Linked DNA regions of Pan troglodytes: regions 2 and 3 are each linked to region 1. Evidence: chromatin contacts called from public Hi-C data. All regions are on one chromosome and are shown on one strand. Each heading gives the region's core, a stretch centred on a gene start, on an enhancer-like site or on the middle of the called end of the contact. The rest is flanking DNA. Distances are from core to core; before and after follow the strand shown. Region 1 overlaps PCCA (propionyl-CoA carboxylase subunit alpha). Region 2 holds the start of PCCA (propionyl-CoA carboxylase subunit alpha). Region 3 holds the start of ZIC2 (Zic family member 2).

What was found. Hi-C and Micro-C count contacts between places; a contact is called where the count stands out from the background.
Region 2: a Hi-C map of stem cell-derived neural progenitor cells shows a contact between it and region 1, with 4 times the contacts expected there. The contact joins the promoter of PCCA here to the enhancer-like site in region 1. A contact is called at or near these places in 2 of 7 Hi-C or Micro-C datasets (induced pluripotent stem cells and stem cell-derived neural progenitor cells) and 1 of 1 datasets of contacts at active chromatin or transcription factors (stem cell-derived excitatory neurons).
Region 3: a contact with region 1 is called in a Hi-C map of stem cell-derived neural progenitor cells, with 6 times the contacts expected there. The contact joins the promoter of ZIC2 here to the enhancer-like site in region 1. A contact is called at or near these places in 3 of 7 Hi-C or Micro-C datasets (induced pluripotent stem cells and stem cell-derived neural progenitor cells) and 1 of 1 datasets of contacts at active chromatin or transcription factors (stem cell-derived excitatory neurons).

Annotation. Positions count from the first base shown.
Region 1 is chr14:105,840,478-105,844,734 of NHGRI_mPanTro3-v2.0_pri, reverse strand. PCCA (propionyl-CoA carboxylase subunit alpha) reads right to left here. Exons shown (of 24, transcript XM_001149000.7): 8 at 1,338-1,374. Among named protein-coding and RNA genes, the nearest start is that of PCCA, 150 kb to the right of the region's middle. Within about 2 kb of position 2,999, at least 4 of the 24 cell types and tissues checked have an H3K27ac peak or open chromatin away from gene starts, as enhancers often do. A contact at or near this core is called in stem cell-derived neural progenitor cells, where this site is marked.
Region 2 is chr14:105,694,316-105,698,296 of NHGRI_mPanTro3-v2.0_pri, reverse strand. It overlaps PCCA (propionyl-CoA carboxylase subunit alpha), which reads right to left and starts at 2,118. Exons shown (of 24, transcript XM_001149000.7): 1 at 1,688-2,118. The coding sequence starts at 1,792. LOC107967971 (a long non-coding RNA gene) reads left to right here and starts at 1,933. Exons shown (of 2, transcript XR_001708840.3): 1 at 1,933-2,279.
Region 3 is chr14:105,586,961-105,591,516 of NHGRI_mPanTro3-v2.0_pri, reverse strand. ZIC2 (Zic family member 2) reads right to left here and starts at 2,602. Exons shown (of 3, transcript XM_003314197.7): 1 at 1,190-2,602. The coding sequence starts at 2,267.

The DNA.
Region 1 (4,257 bases), core at 1,750-4,249:
AGGTCACTAAAGACCTGCTAAGTTAGACTGTCCCATTTGCAAAGAACACGCTTACTAGTACAAGTGATCACTTCCAGACCAATAAGATATTTCTACATATCACAACTATATGAACTTTGCCAAATCAAATGCTCTCCAGAGGCAGAAAATAGATCTAAATAATCTTAGTGAGAAAACAGGCCTACAGAAATGTTCGTGTGGCACGATGAGATGCTTGGACTGAGGCGTGCAGGAATGCTGAGAAGACGCTGGGATCCCTACAAGCATTGCCTAATTTCTCTCATCTGTACAAATTTCTGTCAAATGTATACAATTACTGATTTGATTATTAAACCTGCAAAGTTATTTAACAATGTTGTTAATCCATATAATAGCATGCCCTTACACATTTTCTCAATTAGCAGATACCAAAAATAGTTCTCATGACCGCCAAGAATATTTTTAAAATTAAAAAGTTGCGAGCCGGGGGTGGTGGCTCACGCCTGTAATCCCAGCACTTTGGGAGGCTGAGGCGGGTGGATCACCTGAGGTCAGGAGTTCGAGACCAGCCTGGCCAACATAGTGAAACTCCATCTCTACTAAAAATACAAAAAATTAGCTGGGCGTGATGGCAGGCACCTGTAATCCCAGCTACTAGGGAGGCTGAGGCAGGAGAATCACTTGAACCTGGAAGGCAGAGGTTGCAGTGAGCGGAGATCGTGCCATTGCACTCCAGCCTGGGCAATGACAGCAAAACTCCATCTTAAAAAAAAAAAAAAAAGAAAAAGAAAAGAAATTAAAAAGTTGGGAAACACTGCCCAAATACAAGTACATGTAAAACAGCCATTAAAAACTCCTCCAGTCTACCTTTTATTCCAATTTAAATCATTCAGTTCTAATTTCCCACATCTATTTTATCTTTCCCATCTAACAAGATTAAGTTGATACCTAACATCTTAGCAAAAGGCAAAAACTTAAAGAACTATGTCACATATGGTATCTTCATTTTAATCCAAATGTTCTTAATTTTAACAAACCACATTCAACTATGTACATATAAATTGACATTAAACTTATATCCAATCTTTAGAATTCTTAAGACAATTCCTTCTTTGAATTAGCCTGTGATCTCATCTTACAAAAGAGCTATGTATAGTTAAGGTCAAATTACTCTTTAAAGTCTCCTTTAATAATAGAATTTGGCAATTCAACTGATACATTCTTCCAGAGCAACAAGTAATCAAAATCTAAAACTATTAAAGTATTATTTGCTCTATGGGAATTACTTATTACCTGTTGACTCAACCGTATCTGCTGAAAGACACAGAAATCCTACCAAAGTTAATTTAAGGACTTACCAATTTCCCTTGCAATTCTGACAGCTTCTTCTGCATCCTGTAAAAGCAGGAAATGAGACTCAACATTAATCCCATGAGGCATTGCACAATGTCTTTAGGGCAGTCATATATTGCACTACTGTCTCCTCCGATTCATTTAATGTTCAATTTTACTACCTTCTAACCCTTTTCATTCAGAGAAATGTAAAATTAATACCATAAGTGGAATGTAAATTCTACCTCATCATTATTATATTAAGAAACTCAAAGCAGTTGAAATGAGCTGGCAGGAAGCACTACCAGAATTGCCAATGATTTGGTGCAGTTGCCGGAATTTAATGGCAGAATTTAGATGTTTACAATCAATACTGAATCATAAATCAGGTCATTAAAGCTTGTCCGCAGCCAGCTTGTTTCTGTCCAATATTATGTGTCATGTTTTCCTAGATTCTGTCAGCAGGGGGAGTTGATTCTCTATTGTTTGGGAGTAGTTGATCAATTTTGCAGAAATATAAAAGTTAATTTCCAGTACCTACAGGAATTACGAATTGTTCCAAAAAATCCTTTTGGTAATCTGCATTACCTTTTCTTTTCTATTGTTTCTTTCTTTTTTTTTTCAGGTACATATTTTATCTCTACAATTGTATCTTGTTACATAAATTAAAACTTTAATTTCAATGAACCAACTACTGGAGGAAAAAACTCCAAAAAGCAAAAGAAAGAAAATACCTTCCTAAACAGTAAGGGGTAAAAGTTTATCCATTTAAGGATTAGTTATTGCTAAATATTAACCAATGCCACTTCTACCTCTAAGAAGATGAAAAGACAAAAACTTCCCTTGAATCTAAGTAATTTCACTGATCATTAACCCTCACCTAACACATCCAACACAGGACACTGCTGAATCATTTCCCCAAATAACAATAAAGATAATGTTGAAATCTAAGCCTCCTTCGTGTGTGTGGGTGTGGGTGTGGTGTGTGTGTGCGTGTGTGTTTGTGTAATTCAGTGACACAAACTAAACTACCACAAAGACTGACAATATTGTTTTGAAACCACAGCTGGTAAGTGTGACTGAATTTTTAGAAAATGACTAAAATGCTGAAGTGAAGCCCAGTGTTTTTTAAGCTTTTAAGCTAATACATTTAAAATGTAGAGCAACCATGTCAGAATCCTCCGAGAAGGGGGCGGGGGGGATGTTTATAACTGGTTCACTTATGTCTAATAAAAATCTTCCTTAAAGTTCTTCAGTACCTAATAACATCCCCTGAATAAGGAGGTTGGCAGGGGAAGTTGTCAGAAAAATTTAATTTCCTTTCATTAGCCAGTCTGCTCCACAAATAGGTGCTTGTTAAGTTCAAAGGGGTCCTGAAAGCGACATCAGTTTTAAGTTGTTTTTTTTTTTACTCCAAGCAGTCACATCTGCTAATGAGATTTTCCAAATAACAATTGTTTTCAAGTCAGAGATAAATCTATATCTCCCACCCTATGCCTTCGAAAATCAAGGTTTACTGCTTTATTACACCTTGCTGTTTTCGCTGACCCTACATTCTCCAAATTTTAGCTTAAAGGGATGAAAATCCATGAAAAGGGTCATTTAAGAATGTTAGTGGTTTCCACACATTGAGTTGGAAGGTTCTTTGTTCCAGCCAGTGACAGTTATTGGAGAATACTTCCCCTTAATAGCCTCTCTGTCAGGAAGTGTTAAACCTGCCAAATGCGAACAATTAGTGCCTCTTGAACAAAATACAGGAAGAGTGATGGCTGATGAAGACTGGATTATAATAAACCTAGAAGAAAACTTTTAACATTTCTTTCCAACGTGATGAGAGAAAATAAACTGCTATTGTAAAAAGTTCATCACTTGAGAGAACTAACAGGCAAGTTTTAAAAGGTAATTCAAAAATTCATTAGACATATTTTGTCACTTATTTGAATATACATGTTATAGCTGGGTGTGTATGGATATATAAAGCCATATCTATATCTGACACAGCAAATTAAAAATTCCACTGCCACAAATCCAACACTTCTATAGCATGCCACAAAGCAAGCTTATCTTTCAACTCAACAGCATGCTAAGTCTTCTTACTATGAAAATTAGATTCTTCTAAATGAACTTTCAAATAAAATCAAGCTGCCTTAAAAATTAACTTTTCACTTGTCACTCATTCATCCAAAAATACTTTACTGAGGACCTATTATGCACTGGACATTAAAAGCTCTATTACTGTTTCAATAATAAACTACTAAATATTATACACTCAGCTCCAATATGGTCTTTGAGAACATGAAGTTTTATTATCAGGCTCTACAAAATTACTTTCGAAGAGATAAAAAGCCCTATATAGCTCCAAATTCAATGGCACTAAGTGACATCACACTGTAAAGGTTGCCTATAACATCATAAGTTTAAAAAATTTTAATCAAACTCTGAATCAACTAAAAAAAGGACCAACAATCATCACAAAAGATTAAATTAAAAGCTCACAGAAAAACAGTTCCAGAAGCACAATATCTGTGCTCAGCCTTGCTCCTAATTACAGAAATACAAATTAAAACAATGAGATCTCACTTTTCCTCTAGCAAATTAAAATCTGATAATGGCCAGGATGACAAAGTTAAATACTTCTCATATTACTGGTGTCATAGAAAATGGGATAATCTTTTTAAAAAGAAATTGTCAGTCTCTACCGAAAGTTTGAGGACACGTTATCTTTTGTTCTGAAATTTTACTCCTGGGAAGTCATCCTACAGATATACCCACATGAGTGAACACAGAGAGACATACAAAGAAATTCATTATTTTGAATTCGTTGGTGGTGTTTTAATAAGAAAAAAATTCTGAAAAACAATTTAGTAAGCCTTCAACAAAGGACTGGTACATCCATAAAATGAAATATTAGCCTTTAAAAAGAATGCAGTTGATCTATATGTTCTT
Region 2 (3,981 bases), core at 869-3,368, 150 kb after region 1:
GTAGTATAGTATGATTAAGAGCACAGGTTCTGGAGTTCTAAATCCTGTTTGCCACTTATTGGCACTATAGCTTCGAGCAAGTCACATTAACACTCAGTGCCTCACTTTCATCTTCTGGAAATGGGGGACATACGACTGTTGTGAGATTGAATAAATTAGTTCAAGCAAAGCAACAGAACAGTATCTAGGACACAGAATTCAAAATCTTGGCTTGGTCAAATCCCTCTATTTTATTTTCTTATAGCACCCGGGCATCTCCCCTAATACCATTTTACACTTGTTACAGTCTCCCTACTAGACTAAAATTTCTAAGAAAGCAGAAACCATATTCATTCCCCAGAAGTGGAAGACAGGAGATATTCAGTAAATATTTGTTGAAAAAAATAGCTACAAGGACGAAGCTGACGCCCAAGGAAGAGACTTGTCCAATATACAAAGCCTCATGCGCCTGACCCCAAAGCCCACACTTTCCACCATACTAAGTTGCCTCCTATGTAAATGCATAAGTCTTACAGTTGCAATTGAAGTGGCCAACACAGCTGAACAGAATGATAAAGATTAAAGAACACTAAACTGTACGGGAACACAGAAAACAGTGAAAGTCCGCACGCCGAATTGGACACAAAACAAACATAGGTGCCACTCACTTCCATGTCGATAAGCTCCAGCTCTCATACTGCCCACCTGGGGCTCGGTTCCCTCCTCTTTAAAGAGTAGGATGGGGCAGGTCGTCTCTAAAGTGTCTTCAACGTCTAAAATTCAATGACTATAAATCAAGTTATGTGGCAATGTTTTAATAATTATTTTTTAAAAGGAAGTTTAACAAGCACACTGAACCAGCTGACAGATGGTTTTCAGGGGACCTTCATTTTAAAGAATGTGTTCAAGTGCCTCAACAAACCTTATAAAGTAGGTTAGGTGGTCTGTGCCCCAGAATTAACGACAGACTCGACATTGACTGGAGACAGAGCTCAGAAGCACACACAAGCACTCCAACCTGTTTGTCAATCTGCCATCATGACAGCCTAGGTATACAGAACAGTCATGAAATGTGTTTAGAACAGTGCCAAAATCAGGCTCACCACTATACCGAAAAGGAAAGTAAGTTCACGGGATGCATTTGGTACACAGTAGACTGGGGTGTCATACAATTAAAACAGGCTTTCAAATGAAACGTAAAATCTATTGGCAGTCCTGACATGGTATAATACTTTAAAAGATAAGACAAACTCACAACCCTAACACTACTTAAGCAACAGTTCACAGTGTCCCTTCAAAAATGCTGGAAAGAGGCAACAGAACACGGAAACTATAAGGACACCTAAAAAGACACCCTGGAAAGCTTAAGACAAAGCCAATGCCGCGGGGCCCTGGAAGCAGACCTCGGGCAATATGCCTGCCCAAAGCCATCAGCCGCCTCGGAGGGCGTGCGGGCACCCAACTGCCTCTGCCCTAGGCCTCTCTGCTCCGCAGGATCCCCGCGAGGATCAGCTGCAACGAGGGATGCCTCCTGAGCCCGCTGCCACGCGAACTCCGGGAGGGAGGAGAGCAAGCGGTGTAGCTGAGGCGGAACCGGGGCGCGGGGGCAGCCGGACCCAGCCAGCGCTCTCCCGGCGCCAGCCGCCCAGAGGCGGCACGGCTAGAAGCCCAGTGAAGCCCGGACCCGCGAGGCCCCGTTGCTCCTCACCTTCAGGGTCCGCAGCGCCGCGCTCAGCATCAGCTGCTGCGGCGGCCACCGCCCACGCCGTCCGGCAGCGACCAGCGGTGCTGTCCCGACCCAGAACCCCGCCATTGTTGTCTCCGCAGACCGCCCCTCTGCTGACCTCTCACACAGCCGGAGGGGGTGGAGAAGGGGAGCGCAGGAGCTCCGGCAAATCACGAGCCAGAAACCCGATGCCCCGCCCCCTAACTTGCGTAAAGGGGAGGGTGAGTGGTCGGCCAGATCCGCCGGATCCGGGATCCGGGAGTCGCGCTAGGACCTGGAGGGCTAGTCGGCGGGCTGCGCGTCCGGCCGCTAGCGGAGCTGGAGGCCACCGGCCAGAGCCGACCCCAGGAGTGAGAGAGACAGGGGCGCGCGTGAGTTCCGGCGGCCTGCACCGGGCAAACCCGTACCTTCCCAGCATAGGCTCAGCAACCCACGTGCATCCAGGCCGGTTAATGTCATTGAGTCACTTCCGCGCCTTGGCCACCCTGGAGTCCCGAGAATCCGAAGTTCCAGACAAATGCCCAAACTACATTCCTACATGTTCGAAAGCGTAAATTGCAAAGCACAAATCCAGGTAAGGTTTTTAACGACTATAATAACACATAAAAAGTTCTAGGACTGGAAATCAGAGATCCGAGCTCAAGTCCTACCTCTGCCACTTAATATGTGTGTGTGAAAGAAATTAGCCACAACTAGAGTCAGTCTTTGTTGCTCGCAAGCAGAAACCCTTGTTAGTACAACTACTGGCCAGGCGCAGTGGCTCACGCCTGTAATCCCAGCACTCTGGGAGGCCGAGGCGGGAGGATAACCTGAGGTCAGGAGTTGGAGACCAGCCTGGACAACATGCCGAAACCCCGTCTCTACTAAAAAATACAAAAATTAGCTGGGCGTGGTGGCGCACTCCTGTAATCCCAGTTACTCGGGAGGAGGCTGAGGCAGGAGAATTGCTTGAACCCTGGAGGTGGAGGTTGCAGTGAGCCGGATCATGCCACTACACTCCAGCCTGGGTGACAGAGCAAACTCCGTTTCGAAAAATAAAATAAAAATTAGTGCAACTATTAAGGGCCGGGCCGTGTGCTAGAGCCTCAGATTCCCTCTTACTTGAGAGTTTACAAGAACCTTAATGGAGTATATATTATTTCCATTTGGAGAAACTGAAACTGTAGCAGGGTAAAGTCAATCAGCGAGTAAAAGGTCAAACTAGGGTTTGAACCCAAATCTGGCTGCCTTGAGGGACTGGGCTCATGTTTTGCTATATTATGGAAATTTTAAAATATATACAAAAGAGATAAAATTGCACTATGATCACCCAGATACCCATTACACCGCGTCAACGAATCAACATTTTGTCCATCTTGTTTCATCTATTCCCCTTTTTATTTTGTGCAGGAATATTTTAAAGCAAATCTAAGACATCAGACCACCTCATCTATAAACACATCAGTATTGGGGGTTCTCCTCTTAACTACTTTGCATCTCCTGCAGAGTCACCTTGAGAGAGTTACAAAGCTAGGAATGGCCTAGAGTACACTACAGCATGGTAAATGCCCAAAGAGAGAGAAATAAAATGGGGATATCAGAAAGGTGACATTTAATGGAATTTTAGAATGTAAGTAGGGACTTTTGTGACAAAATGAAAAGGATTATCAATTTTACAGGACTTCTCACTTATGTACCTCAGTCTTCATTCATTTTCTACCTGGGAAACTTGCTTTTCTTTTTTCTTTTGTTTTTTGTCTTTTCCCCATGTTTTACCCTTTGGATTAGTTTTCCTTAGGCCCTATTTGTTTTTCTTATAGGAGTTCTTTTTATGAAAGTCACTTGTAGCAGAAACTGCTTCTTACGCTATCCATTCTCCATGCATTACTTTAGTAAGAGTGCCCCTGAGATCTAGCTGGGTACATGGCCACCCAGCGAAAGGCTGCAATAGCTAGCCTCCCTTACAACGAGGTGTAGCGCCATGACTAAGGTCTGGAATGTAAGGACTGTGCCCTCCATGCCCTCTTCTTTCTTACCTAAATAAAGATCTACATTTCCCAACTCCCACTGCAGCAAGGGTGCTTACCAAGATTTGGTTACTAAGTTTTGGCCAATGGGACATAAGCACAAGTGACATAGACAACTTTTGGGTTATACCTTTAAAGGGAAAGGCTTGCTTTCCACTTGCCCTTCTCCTCTTTCCAGTTTGCCAGAATGTGGACACTACAGTGGAGGTAAAGTTGTCATCTCAGATGATAAGAAGGAAGTTAGGTGATCGGGGAGACAAAACAATATAC
Region 3 (4,556 bases), core at 1,353-3,852, 250 kb after region 1:
GCTGGTGGGCGAGGGTTGGGGGAGTCAGCAAAGCCTTTCAAAACCTCCCCGTTTAATTTTCTGGCGGTCTCTGCATCCTGTTGCCAGAATTCCAAATGCTTGGAGTCATTTAGAGGTGCGAGAACTCAAACGTCGTTCCACTTGGAAAGGGGACCGTTTAACGTTAAATTCCATTAGCACCTAAATTGTTTCTTAAAGACATCCGCTCAGACACAGGACTCGAAAGCGAGCATTTCATGCAAATAAATTTCTCAAATTTTAAACCTTGTTAAAAGCTTGTCTCGCACCTCGGCTCCCTCCCTTCCCGGAAGAGAACAATAGGCCGCTGGCGCATCCCCACTTCGGAGTAAATATTGACGGGGGAAGTTGCTAAAACATTTGGCTTTCTTTTAGGAAATCGTCTGGCACGATTTTGGCTGAGACCTGGTCATAGATGAATAATCTATGAGGCGGGAGGCGCGTTCTTTTGCGGCTCTCTCTTCTCACGCGATCCCCCCGCGGGGCCGCGCTGCCTGGGGCTCTAGCTGACCTGGGGCTCTAGCTGACCTGGGTCCAAGTTGGGAATCGCAAACTCTGTGGTGCCCATTAGAGAATTTCACAAACTGCTGCGAAACCACAGTAAAGCCCCCGCGACCCACCCCGAGACGGGCTTTAAAAACACTTTAAAAATGAGAAACGCATTACAGCTTCGGCTCACACCAGACTCATTTAATGGGAAACAGTCCCGGGAAGGGCGTTTGGACCCCGAGTAAAAGAAGTGGGAAAACACACAAACCACTCAAACAGACATACACTCCGAGCAGAAAAGCACATTCAGACAAGCTGGCAAAATCCTCTCTAGGCTCGCTTCCCGGGCACCGAATTAGCGAGCAGTTTTATTTTGTGCTTTCTACTTAAAACGGAAATTATTAACCGGGGCTGAGCAAACGAAGCAATTGCATGACCCAAGCATACATTTGATGTGAGGCTAATCATTTAAAACTCGATTTCCGCACATGTAAAAACCTAGCCCAATAATATTGTCATCGTCCAACATAAACAAGCTGCTGGCTCTCTCGTACACGCAAAAACACCTCCCATCCCAGGTCCCCGGCTGGCGGTCTGCGCCCAGCGTCGGCACCCACAGCCTGAGTCTCAGCCTGTGCGTGTCTCCCCTCCGCGCCTGGTCCCTGTCCCAGCCCGCGGTTACCTGTGTGGGTCCTTTTGTGGATCTTGAGGTTCTCGGAGCGCGCGAAGACTTTGCCACAGCCCGGGAAGGGGCAGGGGAAGGGTTTCTCGCCTGTGTGCACGCGGATGTGGTTGACCAGTTTGTATTTGGCCTTGAAGGGCTTGCCCTCGCGCGGACACTCCTCCCAGAAGCAGACGTGGTTGCTCTGCTCCGGGCCGCCGACGTGCTCCACGGAGACGTGTGTCACCAGCTCGTGCATGGTGCTGAAAGTTTTGTTGCAGCTCTTCTTGGGATTGCTCAGCTGCTCGGGGTCGATCCACTTGCAGATTAGCTCCTGCTTGATGCACTGCTGCCGCATATAGCGGAAAAAGGCACCGGGGTGGTGGTGGTGGTGGTGGTGGTGGTGGTGGGCCGCGGCTGCTGCCATGTTCATACCCATGTTCATATTCATGGGGCCGTACTGGTTGTGGAGTTGCGCCGCCGAGTAGGGGTCGGTCCGCGGGCTGGCCACCTGGCGGTATTGCTCCGAGCGCCCGAACACCTCGCCGGGCAGCCCGAGGCGCATCTGCCCGTTGAGCACATTCTGCGAGCCGTGCGGCCCGTGCTGCTCTGGCAGGCCCGGGAAGAGGAGGTGGCCCTGCGCGTCCGAGTGCGCGTGGTGCAGGCCGCCCGCGCCCGGCCCGAACAGCCCGTGCTGCCCGCCGCCCGGCGCCGAGTCCCCGAAGCCGCGGCTGCGGAACAGGAAGTCCCGGGTGGAGTTGAAGGGCGGCCCAGAGTAGGAGCCAACGTGCGCGGCGTGGGGCCCGAGCGCTGCGGCCGCAGCGGCAGCCGCAGCGGAGCCGGGGTAGGCGCCGGGGCCCTGCGACGTGAACGCCGAGCTCTGGCCCGGGGACAGCTCGTGCGCGCCCGGGTTGAGCTTGAAGGCTCCCATGTGCGCGGCGGCGGAGTCAACGAAGCCGTTCTGCGCCGCCGCCAGGCTCAGTTCACGGTCCTGCATCTCGGCGGCAGCCGCCGCCGCCGCCGCGGCGGAGTGGTGATGGTGGCGCGCGAAGCTGCCCACCCCGATGGCCGGGAACTGCGGACCCGCGTCCAGGAGCATGGCCAGCGCGCCCGCCCGCCCCTGCGAGCCCTGCGCCTCCGCGCCGCCTCGACTCCCGCTCCCGATCCGCGCGGTGCGTCCGGCGGCCACCGGGCTCCAGGCGCAGGCGGCGGTGGTGGCGGCCGCTTCAGCCCTGGGAGCCGCTCTCCTGCGCCCGCCGCCTCCGCCGCCGCCTGGATCTGCCTCGGGCGGCCGGGCGCGTAGCGAAGGCGCGGAGAGGAAGAGGAGGAGGAGGCGGCGGCGCGGGAGGAGGAGGAGGAGGTGGAGGAGGAGAAGAGTCCAAAGCCAGGCAGAGAACCAAAGTGTATTAAAGGAGCTGCGGCGGGGGCGGGCGGGCAGGGCAGGGGAGGGCGGGCGGGAGGAGGGAGCCGGAGGGAGGTGTGGGGAGCCGAGAGGAGAGGGGGGCTACCGGGGGGCGAGCGCCGCGCCGCAGCCCCCACCCCTGCGCGCACCCGCGCGCGCACGCACACACTCACTCGCACGCCCAGCGGACCCGGAGCCCGGCCGCGCCGAGCAGCGCCGGTAGAATGCAGTCACAACCGCGGCAGGGCCACGGTGCCCGAGCGCGGCGGCCGTGCGCACGCCAGGCAGACGGGCGAGGAGAGGACCGAGGCGAGCTCCGCGCTCGGCACCCGGGGCCAGCGCACCAGCGGCTCCACCTGACCGCGGCGGGGGCGCCGGGGCGGCAGGCGGAGTCCAGGCGTCCTCTCCGCGGCGCTCTGCGGCGACAGCTCCCTCCCCCGCGGCCCTACTCGCGCCGCCCCGCGCGCGGCGGGTATTGTTCGGAGCCGCGGCCGCAGTGTTTAGCCCTCCTCGGCCTCGGCGCTTGGCATTGGCTGCGCCTCGCGTAGTAAACTTGCAGTGGCCACGAATTTCCTCAGATGAAGGCAGCAGCCGCGCCGCTCCCCCTTTCTTTAAGTTGTGCCGGAGGAGGAGGCGGGGGAGTAGGGGGGAGGGGGATGTGGGAGGGGAGAAAGCGAGCAGGGGGAGGGGAGGAGGGGGAGGCTGGGCTGAAAAACAATAACAACAATAAAAAAGTGATCTCTCGCTCGCCTCCTCCCTCCCGCCGGTCGGGCCTGGGCGCTGGGCCCGGAACTAGTGACCGCGCCGCGTGGACCCAGCGCAGTCCGCGACCCGAGGGAGTGTGAGGCCCAGGCGGGCTCCCAGGTCTCGGCTGCGGTGGGCTGCGTTCGCCACCGCCTCCGTTGATTTCGATGGGCGCCGCCAACGCTGCAGCGGCAGCCTTTTATTTTTTATTTTTTGTCTCCTCCTTTTCCTCTCCCCTCCCCCCGCACCCCCTAGTCTCCCGCCCCGGCCTCCCTCCCTCCCTCCAGCTCGAGGCCGGGCCCCCCGGTCAAACCGCCCCTTTAACGGCGGCTCCCGCCCTCCCGGCGCCGCGATTGGCCGCCGCGGCCTAGTCAGTCCCGCGCCCCCGCCCCGCTGCCGGGCCCGCCCCTCAGTCCTCGCGCTCCCTGAGCTGCTGCCGGCTCAGGCAGCCGCCGAACGTGCCCGTGGGCCCGGCCTGCCATCCTGCCGCGCTTCTCCCGAGACCTCGGCGCCGCGGCTTCTAGTCCTGGCCGACCGCGGCGCTCCCGGGAGCCGGGCGTCCAGCGTGGCTCGGACGCGGGCCCGGGCCGCGGGGTCAAGGCGCCCTCAGCCGGGTCAGGAATGGGAGGCAGCCCAGCGCTCTAGTCTTTCTGCGTAGGCCACCGACTTCCCCGGGATCTGAGCAGCTCCCAGCGGACACCGAAAACCCCGGGGACGCCTGGCCCGAGCACTCCAGGCCGCTCGAGACGTGGCTAACAGCTGGGTCGCCTGGCAGGAGGCTCTGCGCGCGGGGACATTTCAGGCCCGGGGCCTCGCCGGGAGCGCGCCACAAGGAGCGGCGGGGGGCTGGTCTGCTGCCCGCTTGGCACGCTCCCTACTTTCACCCCGCCTTTGTAAACTTGCTCTGTGGCATTGAAACCACAGGTGCAGGACCGTGGGCACAGAGAAAGCCAGGCATGCCCCTTCTTCCCACCCTCCGGACGCCCACCCAGACACCGCCTTCCCCGCCCCCCGCGGCGTCCCCGTCCGCCCCTCGGCGCGCTGAGCTCCCCCCCCCGCCGCTTGCGTCCTGCTCCGTTTACAGCAGTAAACACTGGGCAGCGGCCCCTGCGTGGAAGGGGGTTGTTCGGAAGTCGTTTAAAGACAGTGTCACCCTCAGGGTAAATGCCCAGAAGCCGGGCCGCGCATCCTTGGGCTGAGAAGTGTGGGAACGCCCGAGACCAAGCGAGACTCAGGCCGGAG